Linked DNA regions of Bos taurus: region 2 is linked to region 1. A link is a contact called in public Hi-C data. All regions are on one chromosome and are shown on one strand. The core of a region is the stretch at or near the end of the contact, and the rest is flanking DNA. Distances in the headings are between cores, read along the strand shown. Region 1 has its middle 17 kb from the start of SNTA1. Region 2 overlaps CBFA2T2 (CBFA2/RUNX1 partner transcriptional co-repressor 2).

Region 1 (4,737 bases), core at 1,437-3,936:
GCCTCAGTTGTATCATCTATAAAATGAGGATAGTTGCAGTACCTAGAGGATCAAGGTGACAATTAAGTGTACAATGTACAGCAAATGCACAAAGTAAGTGCTCAGTAAATTTAAAAACAAAACAGTGTCAGGAATTCCCTGGTGATCCAGTGGTCAGGACTCAGTGCTTTCACTTCTGGTGGCCTGGGTTTGATCTTTGGTTGGGGAACTAAGATTCCTCACGCGGTGGGGAAAGAAGCAAAAACAAAAATTAAAAAACAGAGTTAGCCTCCCTTAAAGTTTCCTCTCCTTTTACTGCTCACTTTGGCCACCAAACACCTCCTCAGATTTACCAAAGCAGGATGGCATAAGAGAGGGAAAAAAACCCAGCATCTGAAGACTCATTCTATCACCGACCCACTGTGTGACCTTGCACATTCATTTGGCCTCTCTGTTCTTCAGTTTCCTATCCAAAAATTGGGGTCATAACAGTAGATACCTGTTAGGGTTTTGTGAGGGTTAAATGAAGATAATACTTAGAAATTCTTAACACAGTGTCAGACAGAGTAAGTGCACAATACATGTTCAGTTGCTAGTATTATTATTATCAATATTATTATTGTTACTACTACTATCCTACCATGCTATCTTCCACATCCACTCTGGCATCAACTCCTATGGTTCAGCTTCCTCAAAGCCTCTCAAAGCAGTCTCCATCCTCAATTCCTGAGCCTAGCCCTGTCTATCATTTCAGGCCTCTATTAGGGGCTTATTAAAACACCAATTGCTGAGCCCCATTCAGCCATTAATAAACCCAGAGTTTTGATTCAGTGGGTCTGCCATAGACTCATTTGCATTTTTAGCAAGTTCCCAGATGACAATGATGCTGTGGTCCAAGAATTATCCGTGGACAACCTTGACTTCTGAGCTCTTCTCAGCTTCTCTGATTCAGGAGTCTCCCACCCAACCCTTCTCCGGCCAGTGGTCCCAGAACTGGGGTGACTTGGGGGTGGAGATCTTTCAATGAGGGTCAGAGGTTACAGACTAGGCTATGAAAAGGGGATTGGCCTCTGGTTCCCCCATTTGTTCTTCACCCAGCCCCCTCCCCAACACACACACACACACACACACACACACACACACACACACAGCTCTTCTCTGCCCCTCCTGAGGAATATGTATACATACAGCTCTTCTTCACCCACTCCAAGAAGAGTTCCAAGCTGTGGAGGGAGCCCCCCTGGGCTCAGAGCTCACCCGTCCTTGTGCTGTGTCCAGAATAACCCTTCCTTCCTCTCCACACAGATGTTTCATTCTCCCTCCTCTCTGGTCTGAAATTCCCTCAAAAGCACTCACTAGTAATTTTTCCGAATCACAGTAATTACCTCATTACTTTGATATTAATAGACTTCACTTGGCATCAAGGAGCCAGTTGAAACATGCCCAGACCCTGTGTGGGGAGATGGATTCCTGGAGGCAGGACCTCAGGAGGGCCGGCCTGACTGCAGTCCCATGGCTCAGCTCCGCTTACCTCCCTCCCCACTGCCTTCTCCCTTCATGCTCTTGCCCACATCAGAGACTATTCTGGAACCACAGACTTATGAGAAACAGCAGAGGCCAAACCATCCACTCCCCAGAGGCCTAGAGTCTCCCAGCAAAATAGTGGTGCATCCAGAGGAAACCCAGGGCTCTTGATCATCCAGAGCAGCCTGTTCCCTTCCTTCCCTCAGCTACGCCGAAGATCTGACTTGGAGACCCTCTGAAACCCAGCCTGGGTGAGGAGGCAGGGGTGACTCCTAACCTCCTAATAGTAGTGATGAATACTTACTGAATATGGTTCATAAACCTTCCAGGTGATAGCTTATTTCATCCTCATAGCCTCCTAGGAGATAACAGTTCTCATTTAACCCATTTTACAGATAAAGAAACAGAGTCACAGCCAAAAAAAAGGTTGCGCAAGTGTAATTGGGGGCGTCCTTGGGGAGGACTCCAGGACTGAATCAATCACCTACAGATGCTCTGGGATCCTCCTCTCCCCACCCTGAGGCTTTCTCGTCTCTAGCAGCACCTTCAACCTCTTCCTCGTTTCCAGGGACAACAGTGAGATTTAGTTCATATGTATTGAGGACCAACTCTGTACCAGATGCTTTCCTTGCCTTGTCTTCCCTCTCCCTCAGGACTGTTCTCTATGATAAAGATTTAATTAGCCCCATTTCGGATGAGGAATGAGAGTTTAGGTGATCTGCCCAAGGACTCACTCTCAGTAATAGATCTGGATTAATTCAGGTAGGCCTGACTCCCAAGCTTATTCTTCTATCCATGAGACTCTCCTGCAAGCACCCTCCTCTGTAGGCTTCGGCTTCCCCACCTGCAGTAATCAGAGGGGCCATCAGTGAGGGCCTCCTGAGGGCCAGGCACTGGTTTGCCACAATCCCTCCATGGCCCGTTGCACTTGATCTTCTTAGTATATTTGAATTGGTGACCTGTTATAAAAACAGAGCCATACTCAGTCACATCTCCCCACCCTCAGATGGATGGTAAGTGGGTTTCCAAGTTCAAGGCTCTCCAGGAACACTGCTTGGGAAACTTCCTCCACAAATAGCACATGGGGGAGGGACAGTTTCAGCAGAAAAGCTATGCAGGGCAAGGCAGGCCAAGGCTGAGAATGACTGGGCAGCCAGAGACTAGACTAGCCAAGCTGGTCAGGGAGAGGGGGGGCAGGGAGGCAGTACAGAGGATCCTTTGTCAGACCAGAAGCTACAAGGCTGCCCCATCCCCACCATCTGGCTCCAGCTCCAACCCAGTGATGCATGATGGGGGAAATGGGGGTGGGGTGCTGGGGGCTGCCCACCTGCTCTGCCTCCTGGGATAAACCCAACCCAAGACCTCCCAGGCCCATCTGGCCAACATATCCCCGAGCCCTGACTACCCCTGGGGACTCCTTTCGACAGGCTGGAATTGGCCGGGAGTGTGGCCAGCCTGTCAGGGTCACAGGTCACTGTTAATCTGCTAGAACAAGGGAGGGCAGGCAGGCAGGTGGGCAGGCAGCCAGTGTGGGCAAAGCCCTGGCAGTTCCTGCCTTCTGCTCTGGTGGTCTCGGAGGGAGATTTTCCTCTTCTGAAGTCAGGGAGGTGGGTTAGAAAGAACACAGACTCTAGGAAAGTTGCAAACGCTCATATCTAGCTACCTAGCAATTCCTCTTCTAGGTAAGGACTCCAGAGAAACTCTCACCCGTATGCTCAAGATGTCATTGCAACACCATGTGTAATAGCTGAACACTGGCAATAACCCAAACACCCATCAATAGGTTCTGGTAAGTCCCCCACATATGAACCTTCAAGTTTCGAACTTTCAAAGATAGCAAATGTGCATTGCATCAACGTCAGGCGTGAGTGAAACTGCAGGTTGCCCTCTGTCTCCTATTGTTGATGACCCTTCCATTCTAACATCTCCCACCTCCTCTCCATCCTCCAGTCAGTCACTCTTCTTGCCTGCTCACTCGATGCCAGCCCTGATATGCTAGCTGTTGTTCGGTACTACTGTACTTTTCAAGATACTGTACTATAAGATTTAAAATGTTTATTTGTGTGTGTGTGTTGGTTTGTTAGATATTATTTGTGTAAAAAGTATTATAAACCTATTACAGAGTAGTACTATATAACCAATGGCGTTAGTTGGGTACCTAGGCTAACTCTGTTGGACTGACAAATTGGACTCATGAATGTGCTTCCTGAAAGGAACTTGTTCTTAGGTAGGAGACTTAGTGTATAAGAACCTAGATCATTTCCTCACTGTTACTCAGTTATTGGGTCTGAGAACTGAGGTCCCCCTATGTCAACAGGACTTGACCATTTGTTCCAGGAAATTCTTGCCCAGAAAGATAAGACTGTAAACCAGTAAATAACTTTGCTATTTGCCTCAGGAAATTCTTGCTAACCAGTTTGTTTGGGCAAAGTTTGCTCACCTTGGCAAATACCTCTCTTATCAGACGTCAGTTCATTTGTCGAAGTTTCAAGAACCTCTTCTCAGGTGTCCACCAACTCCAAACTGTTTTGTCACAAACTTTGCACAATCGCAGCCAGTTTTCTGCTTTAAAAGACTTCTACTTGGGAATTCCCTGGTGGTCCAATGGTTAGGACTCCTTGCTCTCACTGCTGAGGGCTGAGATTCAATCCCTAGTCAGGAAACTAAAATCACATAAGCTATAAATAACCCTATAAGTGTTCTTCCCTGATCACCCTTTTTTTGAGGCACTAAGACTCCCTGGAGATACTGCTCCCCCTTACTGTTATTTAGTCACTAAGTCGTGTTCAGCTCCTTTGCAACCCCGTGGACTGTAGCCCACCAGGCTCCTCTGACCATGGGATTTTCCAGGCAAGAACACTGTGGTGGGTTACCATTTCCTTCTTCAGGAGATCTTCCAACCCAGGGATGGAACCTGAGTCTCCTGCATTGGCAGGCATATTCTTGACTGCTGAGCCCACGGGAAACTCACTGCCCTTGCTGCAACAGATTTCATTAACTCAATTTTACCTAAGAGCAACAGATTTTCCTGGTGGTCTTTCTAGAGAAGTTGACAATAGACAAATAAAATGTGGTCTCTTTATATGACACAATTACTACAGGTAAAGAAATTGAACTAGAAATGGATGGATCTTGAAAAAGATAAGGTGAAAAATTCAAGTTGCAGCAAGATGTGGCAAACAATGTGACAAATTACATAACACTTTTAAAACACACAAATAATATTGTGTATGA
Region 2 (4,737 bases), core at 1,074-3,573, 170 kb after region 1:
TGCTGTGTAAAGTAAGGTATACCCAGAGAAAGAATAACAGAATAGTTGCTTTATTGTTCAGCTTTCCTTTAGTTGCAGCAGTCGAGGTATCCTGCCTAACAGATGAAATCAGAACCTCAGACAGGAGTTGCCTGCGTTTCCCTGAGAAGAGATGTCCCATGAGAGGCGGTCACTGAGCCTATAAATCTGGTGGCAGCAAGAGGGTGTCTCACAGTGTCCACTGGGTCTGACCTCAGCTCCCTTTTTCGTCAGCAAGTTAGATGAACACCTAGGTGTGTCCTGTAAGTCTTCAGTGGCTGAGCCAGGGTAGCTCAGGTTTTTTCGGGTTGGAATAAAGAGCCAAAGCCAACCGAATACTGTTTGTCAGACTGGATGTCAGTCTCTACAGCTGTGGTTTAGGTTTAGTGTGCAGGTAGGTCCTAGCTGACTTTTGTGGACTGTGGATCCAACGACAGCTTTATTTTCAGAATTTCTGTAATGCTGTTCTAAACTGCTTTAGAACAGCTCACGTGCCACCCAGAGGCCAAGCTAAAGATTTCCGCAGTGTTCCACATTGTGGTTCAGATCTCAGGCCTGGTGCTGTATTCATTTTGGTCAGTTTCACACGTCGGTTGCTAGGGCATCTGTCCAGAACTTCCTATTTATATGTAAAGAATCCCTTTCTCCAGCTGCCTCTCTTCTGAAAGTCTCAGCTCTGGTTGGAGTTGGGAGGAGAAGGGACACTGTCTTGGAATGCAGTGAGGGGACTGGAGGGCCAGGGCTGAGTCCAGGTTCCCCACTTGTTTTCCGTGTCTGCTGATAACCATATTGATGGTGCAAATTCAGGCTCCCCCTTTCATCTAGTTAGACTTAAAGTATCTTACTGTAATCAGACTGCTTAGAGGACCAACCTTTATAGTTTAAGGGGACAAAGACAAGACATAGTGGTGGTCCTGAAGGTCTTGCCCGAGTGGTCCTGGGCTCTTCGTGTTATCCTAGGGATCGAAGGCAAGTGTGACAAGCGGTGGCACATCACTCTCCTCTGCCTAGTGAGGAATGGCTGCAGGAGCCAGAGAAGACCGGAAGTAGCCAGCATGGGAGCTGTTTTAAATGTTCTGAGGGAAGCTTTAGGGCCGGATCCTCAGAGCTTCAATCATCCTCTGGGCCCCCACTGCCTGCTCCACCCAGTGGTGAAAACAGACTCAGGTTCATTCCACCTGCTCGGAAGTGAGCAGCCCTCCTCCTGAATATGAGAGCTTCCCCTGGGGGCGTCCTTGCAGCTCTCAGGATGGGGCTCAGTCATGCCACCCTGAGGTCACAGAGCAAATGCACCTTCTCTTGGACAGTGCTGAGTCCTGTGTGTGTCTCAGTGGATTTTAGTCTGGAAACAAGACCCATCACCCTGGCAAAGGTCCATGCCTGGCGCTGGCTGCTGCGGGCCCTCTGCCGTGTAGATGACTTTTGCACATCTGGACCAGTGGCTCCACCTGGAGCTCCTCACTTGTTGGTGTCAACGTGAGCATCTTCAGCTTCTAGACAGAAAATCTACACTTCACTTTGTACAGCCTTGTCCCAAAGTCAGATGGATCCCCAGTGCTGTCTGTCACCTGCTTGCAAAGGGCAGACCTTGTGGGCAGTTCCAGAAGAGATCTCAGCAAGTGGGCTTGAAGTTCCAACAACACAATTAAAATTGTGTGGTCATGAGTTCTTCAGGATGAAAGCATGAATAATGACCACATGGCTGTTTGTCCTGGAAACTGTAGATGAGATTATGGATTGAGTAAATCATTTAAAATAGAACTCATCTTCGAGGCTTTCTTCAGAACTGATTTCCAGGCTCCCAGGACAATAGACTAAGCCAGATTTCTTAGATTTTTTTTTTTTCCTTAATCAATTTACAGAGAACTGGGTGGTAGCAGTAAGAAAAACCAAATGTAAGAAAAACCAGAGAGAAATGGACTGTTCCAGCATGGGCCAACCAGCCAGCTGTTGGGACTCCGTCTGGGGTGGGGTGGGGGGTTACTGGGCAAGCTGTTGAATAGGGCCCTTTCCAACTCTGCGTGTCTGTAGTTCTTGTGAAACCAAAATGTTGACTACCTGCCTCTTTGCCCACGTGCATTGACGTGCTCAATTCCAAAGACGATGGTGCAGGCAACCTTTTCCATCATGAGCCAGGAGAAGGTTGAGGCCTGAGGGCAGCCTTTGCCTCCCCGCTTTGCCTCCATAGCCCCAGAGATGGCGCTTCCCCTGCTACCCCATCTGGTCAGACCCACAACTGCCCAGTGTACACTCATTGATGCTTATACCAAATAGGGCATGTGCGGCTGGCGGCTGGCAGGGACAGCCCCGGGCCTGCGTTGGAGTTGGCAGAGAGAAGCGGCAATAAGCATTAGGCGGATGGCTGAAAGTGCTGTTTGGCTCAGAGGCCTTCAGTCCACTTTCACAGCTTTCCAAGTTCCTGATGAGGCTACAAAAGCTCCATCCACAGAGAAAGCCAATAATGTAAATAAATCCAAAACTGAGCTTCCAAGCGTGGTTTTTTTAAGGGGGATGATGAATGTGAAACCACCCACAGGATGCGGTAGAGTTGATTTTTTTCTGTGCTTTGTCATTTTACTCTGATAGGAACTTTTGTTACTTAACTCTGTGCATAACTTATTTAAGGTACTGTATAAATGAACCAAAACTGTTAAATATGTATTTAGTTTGTTCTACTTCAAGTAGTCAATAAAAAGGCTATATTCCTTTTCTGACTCAAGCTGGAATGGGATTAAGAGGGAAGGTGGTGCGTGGACTTGTGTAAGACATCCTGCCCGCAGGTTTCTACATCCCCTCTGCCTTGTTCCTCGATCTGCTAGGAGGTGGTTCCGGCTGCTGGAACTGTGGGAAGCCAAGTGCCAACAACAGCACACAGATCTCCCAGCTCCGTGTCAGCCCTTCACCATTAAGTGATCTTTCAATGAGGAAAATAACCAGAGAACGTTTGAAGAGTAGGATAGTGGCTCTGTAGGTCCTTTTTCTTTTCCAATAACTTTCCTTAAACTTTTTTTTTTTTACTTTTATTTGCACTTATTTTTTGCGGCATTTATTCCCGGGCCATAAGAGTTTCTTCAGTTTCTCCTGGGATAGCTTTTTCTTTGTGCAACCTCCTCTTCTGGTTTAGGAACAATCTGTTCTTTTTCAATAAGGATCATCTCAATGTGGCAGGGAGAGCTCATGTAGGGGTTGATCCGACCGTGAGCTCTGCAAGTCCTGAGCCACATCTTGGGGGCTTTGTTCACCTGGATGTGCTCAATGACCAGAGAATCTACATCTAAGCCCGTGAGTTCAGCATTACTCTGCATTTTTGAGTACGTGCAGTAAAAATTCAGCACTCTTTTTGGGTCACCGACCCTGCGTCCAGCCCCACTGTTTGGCCTGTGCACACCTACCAGCTGCACCGTTGTAATGACGGAATGGCACACATTGCTTCTTTAAAGTGACATCCTTCAGATACTTGGTAGCTTTTCGGATATGCATACCCTTTATGGCCTGGGCAGTTTCACGAGTGTTCTTAAAGTGAACACGAAGATTTGAACCTCTTGATTTGCATGATTTTGTGGGATTTTCTGGGTCAAGTGAATAGCGCACCATTTTTAGGGGTCACCTCAGGCCGCTTACTGGAAAAGCTCCTTAAACATTTTTTAACATACCTGGATTTGGGAATATTCCTTTTTACACTGATGTTAAATCATAAATAAGTTCACTGTTGCCTTCATGTTTATTTGCTTACTAGTTGTATGATCTAATCAAGGCCGTGTTTTTGTTTGTCTGATTTGGCCACACCACGCGGCTCACGGAGGATCTGAGTTGTACCCGGGACTGAACCCCGGTGCTCATCTGTGAGCATGGAGTCCTAACCCCCAGACTGCCAGAGAGTTCCCTCAGGGTCATGGTTGTCCTTAATGCCTCACCTCCTGTGGGGCAGTTGGGTTGCTTTCAGGTTTTCCCTCACGTACTAAAGTGAACATTTCCTAAGCATGATTTCCTTCTTTGGGGTAATTTTCCAGTGGGATTTCTGGAACTGGACATTTCTTGGGTGTTTGACTCTGTGTCCAGACTGCTTCCCCTGAAAGCTCACCAGCTTGCTGTGCCTCCAACAGGTCCGATGGCTCTGAGGTGACCTGACTAGCTGAGCCATGAAGGTTGCTGCAGGCACACCTGTGCATGTGAGGTCTTGGGCTGTCCGGTTTCCTGGCCAGAGACCATTTCCCATGGGCCCGACTGGCCCCAGCCTCACTCCTGTCACCCAGATATCCATTTCTGGAAAGTAAGTAGCCCTAGAACTCCTACTGAGCAGCCTCGCCCTAGAGGCTTGTTGGCGCCATCAGCTTCATGGGCCCCCGAAATGCAAAGGGAGGAGTTGGTTACTAGATCTCAGGGTTGGGAAAAGGATTGTCTTGGCCCTAGAAGGCAAGATGGGGGCTTAACTGTATGATCTTTCATGCAGATGGTGCCAACTGCCAGTCTTTCTCATCAGCTGCCCAGCACTGTCCTCCACCACCCAGGGGATCTCAAGCCTGTGACTGTTAAGTTAAAACCACAGTAGTAATTCAGTAGAGGAAAACTGCTCCATGAGGGCAAAAGAAATTCCAAAAAGTCAGAAGTTTAAGGGACTGTGGCACTCGGCTTTGAGTCTGTACAAAATGAAACAAAACCACCGGGACCTCTCCGTGAAGCCAGGGCGCTGGCTTTGGCCTCAGTGAGAAGGCGAGCAGG

Evidence for each region. A called contact is a pair of places that touch in the nucleus more often than the background predicts.
Region 2: a Hi-C map of an unstated tissue shows a contact between it and region 1, with 4 times the contacts expected there. The contact joins two enhancer-like sites. A contact is called at or near these places in 2 of 11 Hi-C or Micro-C datasets (skeletal muscle and an unstated tissue).

The regions. Positions count from the first base shown.
Region 1 is chr13:62,929,840-62,934,576 of ARS-UCD2.0, forward strand. No RefSeq gene overlaps it. Among named protein-coding and RNA genes, the nearest start is that of SNTA1, 17 kb to the left of the region's middle. Within about 2 kb of position 2,687, at least 26 of the 102 cell types and tissues checked have an H3K27ac peak or open chromatin away from gene starts, as enhancers often do.
Region 2 is chr13:63,096,793-63,101,529 of ARS-UCD2.0, forward strand. It overlaps CBFA2T2 (CBFA2/RUNX1 partner transcriptional co-repressor 2), which reads left to right. Exons shown (of 12, transcript XR_003037873.2): 11 at 4,122-4,288; 12 at 4,469-4,737. It also overlaps the pseudogene LOC785968. Among named protein-coding and RNA genes, the nearest start is that of C13H20orf144, 15 kb to the right of the region's middle. Within about 2 kb of position 2,324, at least 12 of the 102 cell types and tissues checked have an H3K27ac peak or open chromatin away from gene starts, as enhancers often do.